Linked DNA regions of Mus musculus: regions 1 and 2 are each linked to region 3. Evidence: chromatin contacts called from public HiChIP or PLAC-seq and promoter capture Hi-C data. All regions are on one chromosome and are shown on one strand. The core of a region is the stretch at or near the end of the contact, and the rest is flanking DNA. Distances in the headings are between cores, read along the strand shown.

Region 1 (4,412 bases), core at 1,183-3,682, 680 kb before region 3:
CAAGTCCCCCAGCACTAACCTAGCTAATCCAGGACACAAAACTTCACTGGGACACGCCCCCTTTCTCAATGCTTGTTACAAAGTAATTATACATCACTGCAGTGATCTAGTGCTAATATGGAAGCTTCAGGTGGAGACCGGCCATAGATAGGTCGTTAATGGCTAAATACTCTGACCTAGCCTACCAAATATCGGATACAGCATGGGTTCCAAGAGTAGTTGCTAAGTGAATCATGAATTGTAAGATAACATTTTGAACTTTGCAGCATTAGAAGAAGCACATCTAGTGCCCTTGGCAGATGTGAAGGGTTTCATGGGAGTTGGAAGTAAGCAAGCTGAGGTGTAGGTGGCAAGTGGTAGATCTGGTTTGGACATCCTCTCTCTAGCGTTCTACCAGTGAGCTTTCAAAGAGACACTGGAGGGGAAGAAGGAAGTGTCCCTCTGCTACACTGCTGCAAAGACTAATGGTTACTCTGCTCTTCTTCTGGTGAAGCCTGAGTCTCTGCAGCCCTTTGATTCCTAACTAGTGAGATTAAAGAGGACCCTTGGGGCTGAACCAGGGAATAACCTTATGAGGGCTGAGCTCTGTCCTGCTAGCCACAAGGCCAGTCTACTGACAGCGCAGGAGGCACCAGCCATGAGGGGTGGACTAGGTTTTTAAGAATTAATCCACAGCTACAAGAGGGGAAAAAAATATCTCTGGTTTAACCCGAGTGGGTCCTGTTCAAGATGAGTCAGAGAGGCAGCATGCTCTCTAGTCAGAAAGACTAACCTGGTGAGAATTCTCAAGATCTTTGCATGGATGAGTTCAGAGATAAATAGGTGGCTCCCCACCCACCCACCCAACACCCCCCCCAGGCCCCCAAAGGCTCTTGAGAATTCTGGCTTACTCTTGTGGATGTCAGTGCTCATGGGAAATAATCCAGAATGGTGGATGTTTATGAAGGGGCAGAAGTATGGGAAGTTCATTTGGTTCAAGTCACAGAGTGCAACAGAGCCCCTCACCCCCAGTTCTAGATGGGAGCTGTTGGCATTGGTGCCAGCAGGAGAAGTTTGAAGCTCAGTCCAGTTCCCCTCCCCTTCAGGGTAAAGCATGGGGGTTGCCAGGCATCACTCCCCTCGAACTCTGACTGAAGCTCAGCCCCTCACCTAGTGCTGTGCGGCTGGGGATGGGGGCCCCTAGTTACAGTAGGGCTAAGATGCAGCTTGTGTACATTCTCCCAAACTGGCCACCTGCTGGTGTTTTTGAAGGTCCGGGCTGCACGGCTCAGAGACTGTAGAAGATTGAACAAACCTTTCACTCCAGACTAACAGGCCCCCCGAAGAAGCAATGGATTTGATATTAACCACAGACACAGAAATATCGACCTTGTTAGTGAGCTTAATTTTCTTCCCTCAAAGCTTTGGGCGTGTTTTGATGTGCCTGATTTTGCTTAAATCTCACCAAAAAACCTTCTGAAGAATTACCTCCTTCTGTAAGTGGCACTAAAACCGGGAGAGACAAATGACACTCTACCCTTGGTGTTCCTATGACCACCAACAATTATAAAATAACGGGGTTAAATGGAGACGGAGGACCAGGGACTTCCTAAGACGATCCCGTTCCCAATGCTAGCAGATCTGGGTCGCGCCTTCAGACTAGGTCTGCATTATGCTTTGCCTGCCCTTTCTGCCGTTCACTTGATCTAGCGTGGCTTCCCCTCCCTGCACTCTCGACACTGTAGACCAAAGTGCTGTAGCTCATCTTGAGAGCGCCCCCCAGAGAAGTCCCTGGGAAAGGAGAGCGCAGAGCTCTGCTTTCCACTTGTCCTTAGCTACAGAGACACAACGCACCTGGCCGCTTAAAGTCGGGGTTCCCTGCTTCAAAGCCACCTCGGGGGCGGTTCGAAAATGCGGGCCCAGATGGGAGGCCCGCTGATGCCCAGAGCCTTCCTTCCCTTCACGATGGAGGTAGGTGGTGAGGAAAGCTAATGTTAGTTTAGTCGTCGGCTTTGTGTTGAGGGAGTAGAGAGCACTCTTCAAGGAGAGATCTTAAAAAGCAAATAAAACAACTTTCCATACTATAATTGCTATTAATGGAAAGGAGCCTACCCTGCTGAATTAAGTAGTTCAAAACTGCTTGTTCATTATCGGGAGCTCCCTCACTACAAGGAGGGGAAAGAAAATGTGAAAACAAAAACCAAAATCAAGAAGCCTCCTTGACTGGCCGCCGAAGTGTCTAGGAGGCACCTGCCGGGCCAGGAAGCACTCCGCCCTCCCAGCCTCTAGCGCTCCAAGAAAGCTCGAACAGCAGACAAGCAAAGCCAAAACAAAAACAAACAATAACGAAAACGCTTAAATTCCAAGGAGAAAAAAAAAAAAACGGAGGTGGTCTCCAAATCTGTGCCATGCAGGGCTTGGCTGGGTAACCCACTTAGCTGCTGATCCTGACCTGGTAACAGCAATGAGGCTGACGCCCCCGGGCCCGCTAGGGAGCACAGCCCACAGCTCCCCCTTGCCAGGCGCCCAAGGACCCTCAAGGCGCGGGGCTCACACTTGAAGCCTGGGAACGCTCAGACAGGAAACCCACTTCCTCCTAAGCAGTTTCTTCCTAGCCGGATGAGAGGCGCCCAATTGAAGCAGAATGATCCTCATCTACTAATATCCAGCGTGGCCACAAAGCGACCGGCCATTTACGCCGCCACTTTAGACAAAGATATTTGGTTATTCCCGGGGAAGCAAGTGCACTTTTGCATGGCTGAGCTCCGGGAGGAGGCGAGCCTCAGCCCAGCCTCCCGCCCGCTGGGCTGCGGGCGTCGAGATATTCGCCTCCTCCCGGACAACGAGTTCCACCCGGGTTCAGACTCAGTTCCACTCTGCAACGGATCTGCGGGCGCTCACGCGGCTCCCCGCCCGGGCTTTCACTGAAGCATCGGAAGGGAAAACTGCGGGGATCTGAGCTGGGGTGCTGGGACTGGGATGTCCTCGGAAAGACAGCATCAGCTTCTGAAGCCGAAGTATCCAGGCCATGGGCAAGGGTCAGGGGCACCAGGTTTGTTCGAGATGGGGCAACTTCCGTGGTGGACTCTCCTGTTAATCCCCCGCACCCTTAGCCTCGTAGCTCAGAGGGCCAGCGGTGTACTTGCCTGGGCCGGCAAAAGGGGTGGAGAAAGGGAGCGGCGGGGTGGGGTGGGCTGGGGGGGCTGGTCCGCTAGGGAGCCAGGAGCTTGGTGGGGGGTGGCGCGGGGATCGGTGACAGCCTCCCGGAGGCAGTCGTTCCCTTACTCAGCTCCCCCTCCGCCCGCTGGGATTCTCTCGGGTAAGGGGAAAGGGGGCGGGGAGCAGAGGTGTCCCTCTGACGGCGGCGGCAGAAGAAGCAGACAGACTGACAGACACATAGACCAACAGTGCAGCCCCAGGGTTCATCCCCAGACTCGCACACTCTTTTGGTGGTGACTGGGGCTCAGCGCAGCGAAGCCCGATGTGGTCCGGAGGCGGTGGGAAGGCGCGGGGCTGGGAGGCCGCAGCGGGAGGGAGGAGCAGCCCCGGCAGGCTCAGGTGAAATCCCGCTCCCTGCTCCTCAGCCCCCTTCTCCCCCAAAGGCCAGCCCCTGACCTCGGAACCCCGACCAAATTGGACCGCGGTTCCACTTTGTAACTCCCCAAGTTGGTTGCAAAGCAGTATTCACCTTCCGTTCTCCTTTCCATCCCTCCCCTTAGGTTATTCTCTACCCCACCTCTGGCCCTCCCGCTCTCGGTTCCCTCCTCCTTCCCCCCCCCCCGCCTTTTCCTCGCGCGCCACAGGCACCCCACAAAAATGGGGGTGGGGGTGTCCAAGGGAGGGGGAAAGTAATGCTTTGGTTCTCTCTCTCTCTCTCTCTCTCTCTCTCTCTCTCTCTCTCTCTCTCTCTCCCTCTCTCCTTCTTTCTCTCTTTGAGACCTAAAAATCTTGACAAGTGAAGCTTAAAGGTGTTTACCTTGTCATCAGCATGTAAGCTAATTATCTCGGGCAAGATGTAGGCTTCTATTGTCTTGTTGCTTTAGCGCTTATGCCCCGCCTCTGGTGGCTGCCTAAAACCTGGCGCCGGGCTAAAACAAACGCGAGGCAGCCCCCGAGCCTCCACTCAAGCCAATTAAGGCGGACTCGGTCCACTCCGTTACGTGTACATCCAACAAGATCGGCGTTAAGGTAACACCAGAATATTTGGCAAAGGGAGAAAAAAAAAGTAGCGAGGCTTCGCCTTCCCCCTCTCCCTTTTTTTTTTCCTCCTCTTCCTTCCTCCTCCAGCCGACGCCGAATCATGTCGATGAGTCCAAAGCACACGACTCCGTTCTCAGTGTCTGACATCTTGAGTCCCCTGGAGGAAAGCTACAAGAAAGTGGGCATGGAGGGCGGCGGCCTCGGGGCTCCGCTCGCAGCGTACAGACAGGGCC
Region 2 (4,199 bases), core at 877-3,376, 730 kb before region 3:
ATGCTTACTAACTTGGCTGGATTATCTGGCTACCAAGCCTACGAGAGCATCCTGAGATTACACAGGTACAAGTTGCCATGTCTCTGGCTTTTATTTGGTGCTGGGATCTAAAACGTGTAGTGAACACTTTCCTGCCCATTATCATCAGTTCACTTTTTTAAAAAGATTTTATTCATTTTATGTGTATGAGTACACTGTGGCTGTCTTCAGACACACCAGAAGAGTGCATTGGATCCCATTACAGATGGTTGTGAGCCACCATGTGGTTGCTGGTAATTGAATTTAGGACCTATGGAAAAAACAGTCAGTGCTCTTAATGGCTAAGCCACCCCTCCAGCCCCATTAGTTCACTTTTAATGTCATTTTTCTTACTCTGCTTTGTGTTTCTAGCTTTTGATATTGTAAGCTTGTCTCTTTAACTGCAGATTTTAGGAATTTCTTTTCCCCCTGGCCCATCACCTATATAACAATACACATTTTTCATACTTGGATGTCTGTCTGTCTTGACTATGCTAGCCAAATTGAGGTTTAGGTAAATGTATTGTCAAATGGCAAAATCTCTGGTTGTCATAGTTTTAAATCTATAAACTCTTTTTTATTTAAAAAAAACCCTAAAGTCATGATTATTATATATAATCAGAAGCAAATAAAGACAGTCATTCAAATGCTATGTGATAGTCTGTTTTCCTATTGACAAAATCTGCATAAGTTCTGAAATAAGGAAAACTGGGTTCAAATGTAGGCTTTGCGGTTTTCTGCTGTGTTGTGGTCTTTAATATCTCTATAAGAGTGAGCTGAGAGTTAAGTATGACAGCACATGCAAAGACCAGTGAAAGCTGGGGTTGTTGCCCTAAGTAGGGAGCTTTGGGTGGGTGTACATGTCTCTCACTCTCTTCCCCGTGGCAGATTTTTATTGATGCGTTTTAATGCATTGTTTGTTTACTTTATTTTGAGGCACTGGGAGTGGTGCCCAGGGTCTCATGAAGGCTAGCCAAATGCTGCACACTCCATCTGAAGAAGAAGGAAGGGAGGGAGGAAGGAGATAAGGAAGGTATATATACATGTGTGGGGTGGGCCAGATCTGATGGCCTGATGTCACCTGATTTAAGACCTTTAAAAATAGCTAATACTTTCTATGATTTATTTTTTTTTCCTAGTGCTGAAATAAAATTTGATGAAGACTGAATCTTTGTTAAGAAAAGTGAGGCCAGCAGACCACTCCCTCGTTGATTTCTGCGGTGCTGTTTGCTTCAACCTCTAGAGGGCAGCATGCCATCAAGGAAACTCACCAGGAGCCCAGGTAGAACCCGTTTAGATGACCAGTTGTCTGAAGTCCGAGTCATGTTGACCTTAAAGGAGGGAGAAGGGGGCTGCCTGGAAAATCCCAGAAAGATACAATACCAAAATGTAAGCAACCATTCATTATAATTTCTAATGATTATTAAATACTGGGTTATTTTGAACCCATCAGATGAATACCCTGGTAAATAAATAAATCTGATGAATGTGGATGGTTACCTGCAGGAACAAAGTCACTAAGGAAGAAGCAGGTGGTTTCTCAGACCGGGTTCCATCTTCAAAAGTGATTTCCAGCTGTGACCTCATCTCTCCAGACTCTTCAAACCTGTGCATCACAAGCTAGGGATAGAAGCCCCAGCTCTTCCTTACTCCATACCACCTACTTCCTTCAGTTAATTCTGGGCTCATTTTAGTATAGGGACCCAACGTCACTGTCTTAGCCAGGGTTTCTATTCCTGCACAAACATTAGACTGCTTTTTCTTTCCAGAGCTGAACCCATGCGTGCCAGCAGCTTGAAGCTCAGTGACTTACTTTTATCAACATGAAACCCTCTACCTCCATCTCTCTGTCTTGTTTTCTTCTGAATTATTTTCTGATTTCTAAAAAAAATATGTTTTTATTTGAAATAGCATTTGTCACTTGCTGTCTTAGGCAGGGTTTCTATTCCTATACCAAACATCATGAACAAGAACTCTCAAGTTGGGTTTATTCAGCTTACACTTTCCACATTGCTGTTGATCACCAAAGGATGCAGGACTAGAACTCAAGCAGGTCAGGAAGCAGGAACTGATGCAGAGGCCACGGAGGGATGTTCTTTACTGGCTTGCTTGCTTCCCCTGGTTTGCTCAGCCTGCTCCCTTATAGAACACAAGACTACCAGCCCAGAGATGGTCCCACCCACAAGGGGCCTTTCCCCCTTGATCACTAATTGAGAAAATGCCCCACAGCTGGATCTCATGGAGGCATTTCCTCAACTGAAGCTCCTTTCTCTGTGATAACTCCAGCCTGTGTCAAATTGACACAAAATCAGCCAATACAGTCACCTACATTTGGGATCTTGATCACTGACTCGGGGCTTCTAGTATTAATGTCACTTCCTTCACTTAACCCTGTTGTAACCTGCTCATTCAGAACAGGGAAGAGCCACAGCTACACCGCAGGAAAGCCCTGGAACGCAAGCTTCTGGGACCATCCACCCCTGCATCTCCTGGGCTCACACAGAGGCAGGTCTTACATCAGAGGGTTTTGCTCTGCTCTCTGGGATATTCAGGATCTCGGTCTAAACTCACCCACTAATCGGAGCCTTAGGATTTTAATATGCAAAATTAAGGCTGCCAAGTGCCTTCCCTACCTTCTACGGATGCAGATGCAGACAACTAGGCACTTTGATGCCAAGATCATCTTGGAGAACACAGAACAAGATCACATCTATTCAGAGGCACACCTTTGATATCCCTACACACCAACTCTGGGTGCCTTGGATAGTTGATGACTACTGTCTTCTTCAAAAGATATCTAGGATCGGTTGGGATAAAAGCTTTCATGTATGTGTGGGCTGTTGTCAAACAGGACACTAGAATATTTCTTTTATGAAAAACTAACACTTCCAATATTGAAAGGCAGTATCCATTAATTCAATCGAACATTATTTTCATAAGCAAATATGTTTGAGAAAATTAGCAAGCAAATGCATAAATAAATTACCTACATTGAAAGCTGTTACTGGCAGGTATGATAACATGTTTCGTGTTCACTAGTTTCCATTTCTTTTGAAGTGAATTTCTGGCTGCCTGTGTTTATGTCACAGGTGGTATCCTCACCTGCTTCATTAAGGCCTGTTTAGAATACAGTTCTAATGTAGGTTTTATTCCATGTAAAGCCACCTAGAGATAATTTTAAATGATCAGATCGACTAACAAACACGTAATCAAGGAGCTCTTAAGATTTTATTAAAATTCAGGTCTTTCACCATTAGCAAACCTGCTTCATTAACATATTAATAGATAATGTTCCTGCTCATAATTAGCGCGGATTTTCTTTGCATTACATTGTAGTTGAAAGAATTCAGGTGGGGTTGTGTAAAGTTGTTTTTTTTTTAATTCCTGCTAACAAAGCACCTGGAAGTGCCACTGAATCCTGCTGACCACAGTTTGCATTTTCATCTGCTTCCTTCTCCCCACGTTCTCCTTATTAAACTCAGTTCTGTGATTGATTTTCTGCATAGCCAGGCCACTATGAATGACAATGGTAAGCCACGAAGCACAGCAGTCTGGCCCACTTACTGAAGACTGAATCCTACCTGCGACAGAAATTCTAGGCTCAAAAATAGCTAAGCTTTGAGAGAAGCAGGCATATGAGAACCTTAACCTTTTTCTTTAATAGTATAATTCAAAAGTCCAAGTTCTTCAAGTGCTTCATACCTAGACCAGTGACTGGAGTTCATGTAGATGTCTCTATAAAAAGAGCAACATCTGCCCCCCTGCCCCCCTGCCCCCAAGCTGCTGCTGAAGGCTGTGTTTGTGTCTGTGTCCCTGCAACAGCAATGATCTGTGTCTGTGTCAATGTTTATGGCCCATGTTACCACCAAAAGCTATACAGTCATCCCTGGTCTCGGTCATGTTGATGTCAGAGGGCTTCACAGACCTGGCCCCACCTCTCACTGACTGCAGCATTCAGACAAGCTGGCCCCATCCCTCAACTGGACAAAGTGAGAGAGCTGGCCCGGTGGCACAGCGTGGTCACAGGAGAGCTGTCATGTCAACCAATTCAGCTACCAAGCAGGCCAAGATGCAGGTTCTGAGTTGGCCCACCCTAACATCCACCCCATTTATGAACTGCTGGAGCACATGAAGGGCTGGTCCCGCAGAACCAAAGCGGAAGGATCTCCATGACACAGGGC
Region 3 (4,062 bases), core at 20-2,519:
CTTCCTAATTGTCGTCCAGTCCTCAAGAATGTCGAGATCCTGCAGCATATAAACTATATATGGACGTTGAGGCGTCAAGGTCAACTTGCAGCAAGAACATCACAGACCCAGTGAACTGATGCAGGAAGAGTATGGGTTCAAGGCCAGCCTGGGCTACATACAAGACCTTGCCTCAAAAGCGCCTGTACAAACTGACCACAGTGCACCATGAGCCGCCGTGTCCCCTCCACCCCGTGCCGAAATGGTTTCCACAGTGTGGAAACCCAGAGTGCGGAAAGGATATCTGAGACAACGACCGGCTTCTTCTTGTCGGGGCTGAACGGATCCTTCCTCTTTTTCCGTGACTGAAGCTCGTCGTTCCACAGCTCTGCAAGGGAATCAGCGCGTGAGCTCCTTTCCAGCGGCCACAGGAAGAACGGGCAGCGCAGACTTTCACATTTACTGCTTCTTTACATACAAATCTCCAGGGAACTGCACTCAGAGGTGGTTCCTTTTCATTTTTTTACACGTATTTACTTATACATAGCGTGTGTTGCCTGCACGCTTGCACACCACAACTTACACATGGAGGTCAGAGGGCAGCTTAGGAGGGTGTGGTCTCTCCTTGCACCGCATGGGTGCTGGGGATCAAATTCAGGTTGCCCGCCCTGGAGGCAAGCGCCTCCCCTCTGAGCCGTCTCTCTAGTGGCTGCCCTGAGGTAGGTGTAGCTATGCTTTTTACCTCAGTTTTCCATACAAGGACACCCACTTAGAAAGACTAGTCAACTGTCCACAGACACCTAACTCATGAGCAAAGCACCCACACTGATCTCACCACATCTGCCCCAACTATAGCAAAGAAGCAAAATCAAGACAAAACCAGTAATACCTACTCAAGAACTGTGGGCCAATCTAGTAAAACTGCCAGTGCCCAACAGAAAACTTCCCTAAGTCATCCTGAAATGGCCACACTTCACACTGACTGGGTCTAATCATCACAGCAGGGTTTCCTTTCTCCAAGGCAAACACCTACCGCCCTGAAACATTTACCCACTCGCCTGGAAGAACACAGGAAGCTGTCTTCCAGCAAGTCCCGTGGCTAGCTCCTGTCACACTGCTGGTCTGTCCCTTTTCTAGAGTGTGCCTCTGAATCCAAGGAACAACCTCTACTTCATCTCGCTCTTCCGAAGTCCCCCCTGCTCCCTCCAGCTAGGACACTGCATTTGCATAGCATCCACTGGAGAAGACTGAGGCTTTTGGGGACACCACATCACACGGCAGCCCTGACCTGAGGTAATGTCGATGCTGTGCCTGTCCTCCTCAAGCCTTCTTATCTTCTCCTCAAGCTCACTCTGGACTGTATCATATAACAAAAGCTTTTCACTCTGGAAAGAAACATGATACTTAAGTGAAAAGAAAGAAATACCAGTTTATCTTAACTAGCAATACCAAATGATTTAGCATACGTTAATATATGGTGGCTTTGGTTTGGTTTTGGTTTTTGGTTTGGTTTAATAAATGGTTGTTGCATTTGCTTTTTTCATTTTTCTAAATTATTTTTGCCTCCCCCACCACACACCCCTGTTCTGAGAATTGAAGCAAGGGTGTGTACATGCTAGATAAGTGCTCGCCTCTGAGCTACATCTTAGCCCCCAAATTAAAATTTTTGAAGAAAAATTTTCAGTATATAAAAGAAATAAAACCAGGGGTCAGTTATAAAAATAGACTTAACTAAGTAAAATAGCATCCTGCTTAAGAATATCTAAATTGAAGCCGGAGAAATGGCTCAGGTCACTTGTTGCTCTTGCAGAGGACCCAGGTTCAGCGCCCAGCTAGGAACTCAACGCCATCTGTAACTCCAGCTCCAGGAGGTTTGATGCTCTCCACAGACACGCGCACGCATGCACACATGCGCACAGGAGCGCGCACACACGAATTAAAAAAAATAAATAAAATTTTTAATTAAGTAAAATAGATCATATTGGGTTTTACTGTATCTACATCATATTAAATACAGCAATATATCGCAAAAAATATTTAGATACAAATTTTAGAGCCATTTAAAGCAACTCAATAAATATATTTCAGTTAGAATATACTAAAGCAATAGATTGACTTACAAAAATGTAGTATGATAACTCAGGTATAAAAGGATAGATTAACTACATCAGACTCACTTGCTAAAACCGACAAGACGGGGAGAGGATGAAGTCTAATGGGGAGTGCTTACCTAGCATGTTAAAGGCTCTTGTTCAATCCTAAGTACCACAAAAATATAAATCCATGAATAAAATGGACAGTAAATAAATAGGTAGATAGATAAACAAACCACTAGAAGATACATACAGTATAACCTTCAGGTTTGTGCAGATTAAATTTGCAATCTGTATCAGAAGAACTCACAATCGACACACAGACCTGCTACCTATAAGAGTGTGTGTGGCCTTCCCCAACTTTCCCCACAAGAAGTCTTGTCTTATGATAGATTTCGTAAGATGCTCATATCTATAATATTCCAGTATTGACTTGAAGTAATGTTGTGGTGAGTGGCTTGTGACTCTGTTAGCGGCTTGTCCCCTCACTAACTTCATATCAGCGATTAAACCTAGGGCCTTGTACATGCTGTGCAAGTGCCTACCACTTGACCTATAGCAGCCAGCTTTGACTTTCAGTTTGTGACAGAATCTTACTAAGTTGTTCATGCTGACCCCGAGATCAGTCTGGAGAAAAGGTAGCCCGTTAACCTGGTATCGTACTGCCTCAACCATCCATGGAGCTGGAGTTACACACCTTCTCTACCATGCTCAGCCTTATAGGCTTTTATGAAAGGCCCTCTGTGTTATATTTATATATTTTTATGGCGTTTTTATAAAAAGAGCTACAGTGGTATATAATTATAAACAATTAGACCTTTTAGCCCTGAGTTTTAACCTGACCTGGTAAGACAGTGATTAATTTTACTATCATTATTATTTATTTTTATGTAAGAGTGTCTTGCCTGCATGTGCACCATCTGCATGTCTGGAGTCTGAGGAGGCAAGAAGAGGGTGATGGATTCCTTGGAAGGGAGTTGCAAATAAATGGTTGTGAGCTGAAATATGGATGCTAGGAGTAGAACTTGGGTTCTCTGAAAGAAGAGTCAGTGTTCTTAATTGCTGAGCCACCTTTCTAGCCCCCATTGGTTTTATCTATCTATCAATCGATTGATTTACCTACCTACCTATTTATTTACTCATTGTCTATTTTATTCATGGATTTATATTTTTGTGGTGCTAAGGACTGAGCAAGCGCCTTTAACATGCTAGGTAAGCGCTCCCCACTAGGCTTCATCCTCACGCCATCTTGTCTGTATGGTAGAGGAAAGACAGGAGTTAGAGGCATTACAGTTTGTCTATGGTGGGCTGTGCTGGACTTGCCATATCTAATCTGAACACAGAGGCTCAGCTGTGGTAAAAGCTATAGTGGAACAAATGTCACGTGAAAAATTGTACCAGCAGATGTAGGAAAGGCAACAGAGGGTGGTCGGATGGATGAAGGAAAAGTACAAACATATGAATATATCTTAGTGAACCCTATTGCTTGCACACTAAAATATTTAATAAAACACTAAATATAAGGACTGGGGATATGGCATAGTCAGTAAAGTGCTTGTCATCCAAGCACAAGGACCCCAATTAAACTTCCTAGTACTCACTAGAAAAGCCTTGTTTAGTAGCCCACTCCTGTGATCCCGTGCTGGGGAGGGAGACATGATGATTCCTAGAGCTTACCAGCCAGGCAGTCTAGCCAACCCAGCAAACTCCAGGCTCAGTAAGAGACCCTTGCTCCAAAACCAAAGTGGAGAGTAACTGAGGAAGACATCAGATGTCAACCTCTGGACCCACACCTGCATGAACACATATGTGCATGCAGTCATAAAGCACATAAACATGTGCACACAAACATGTGCAAACATATGTACACAAAATAAACATCTATGGGGTGAAAATTACTGTCTCATTACATGCTGCTCTCAATACTCCCTTTTGCTTGTTCCTCTGACTTATGAAAAGTCTTCTGAAATATTCCAACTATATCTGAATT

The links. Promoter capture Hi-C pulls out the DNA fragments that hold promoters and counts their contacts. HiChIP or PLAC-seq counts read pairs in DNA pulled down with a chosen protein or histone mark.
Region 1: a contact with region 3 is called in an H3K4me3 HiChIP or PLAC-seq map of embryonic stem cells, with 19 read pairs. The contact joins the promoter of Nkx2-1 here to the enhancer-like site in region 3. A contact is called at or near these places in 11 of 39 promoter capture datasets (3T3-L1-derived adipocytes, the SN4741 cell line, cranial neural crest and 6 more), 4 of 484 Hi-C or Micro-C datasets (LSK cells, cranial neural crest, embryonic stem cells and 1 more), 10 of 115 datasets of contacts at active chromatin or transcription factors (craniofacial prominence, embryonic forebrain, embryonic hindbrain and 6 more) and 1 of 9 other capture datasets (embryonic stem cells).
Region 2: a contact with region 3 is called in a promoter capture Hi-C map of embryonic stem cells, with 5 times the contacts expected there. The contact joins the promoter of C87198 here to the enhancer-like site in region 3. A contact is called at or near these places in 15 of 39 promoter capture datasets (the 3T3-L1 cell line, the C10 cell line, the HPC-7 cell line and 9 more) and 1 of 115 datasets of contacts at active chromatin or transcription factors (embryonic stem cells).

The regions. Positions count from the first base shown.
Region 1 is chr12:56,534,928-56,539,339 of GRCm38.p6, reverse strand. It overlaps Nkx2-1 (NK2 homeobox 1), which reads left to right and starts at 2,432. Exons shown (of 3, transcript NM_009385.3): 1 at 2,432-3,031; 2 at 4,267-4,412. The coding sequence starts at 4,280. Gm26973 (a long non-coding RNA gene) reads right to left here and starts at 2,150. Exons shown (of 6, transcript XR_872771.2): 1 at 1,834-2,150.
Region 2 is chr12:56,588,986-56,593,184 of GRCm38.p6, reverse strand. C87198 (expressed sequence C87198) reads right to left here and starts at 2,126. Exons shown (of 5, transcript NR_046003.1): 1 at 2,019-2,126; 2 at 1,519-1,638; 3 at 1,290-1,374. The region is part of intron 2 of Gm26973 (a long non-coding RNA gene); the gene reads right to left.
Region 3 is chr12:55,857,393-55,861,454 of GRCm38.p6, reverse strand. It overlaps Brms1l (breast cancer metastasis-suppressor 1-like), which reads right to left. Exons shown (of 10, transcript NM_001037756.3): 5 at 1,268-1,364; 6 at 284-367; 7 at 1-65. Among named protein-coding and RNA genes, the nearest start is that of Brms1l, 23 kb to the right of the region's middle. Within about 2 kb of position 1,269, at least 9 of the 459 cell types and tissues checked have an H3K27ac peak or open chromatin away from gene starts, as enhancers often do. A contact at or near this core is called in embryonic stem cells, where this site is marked.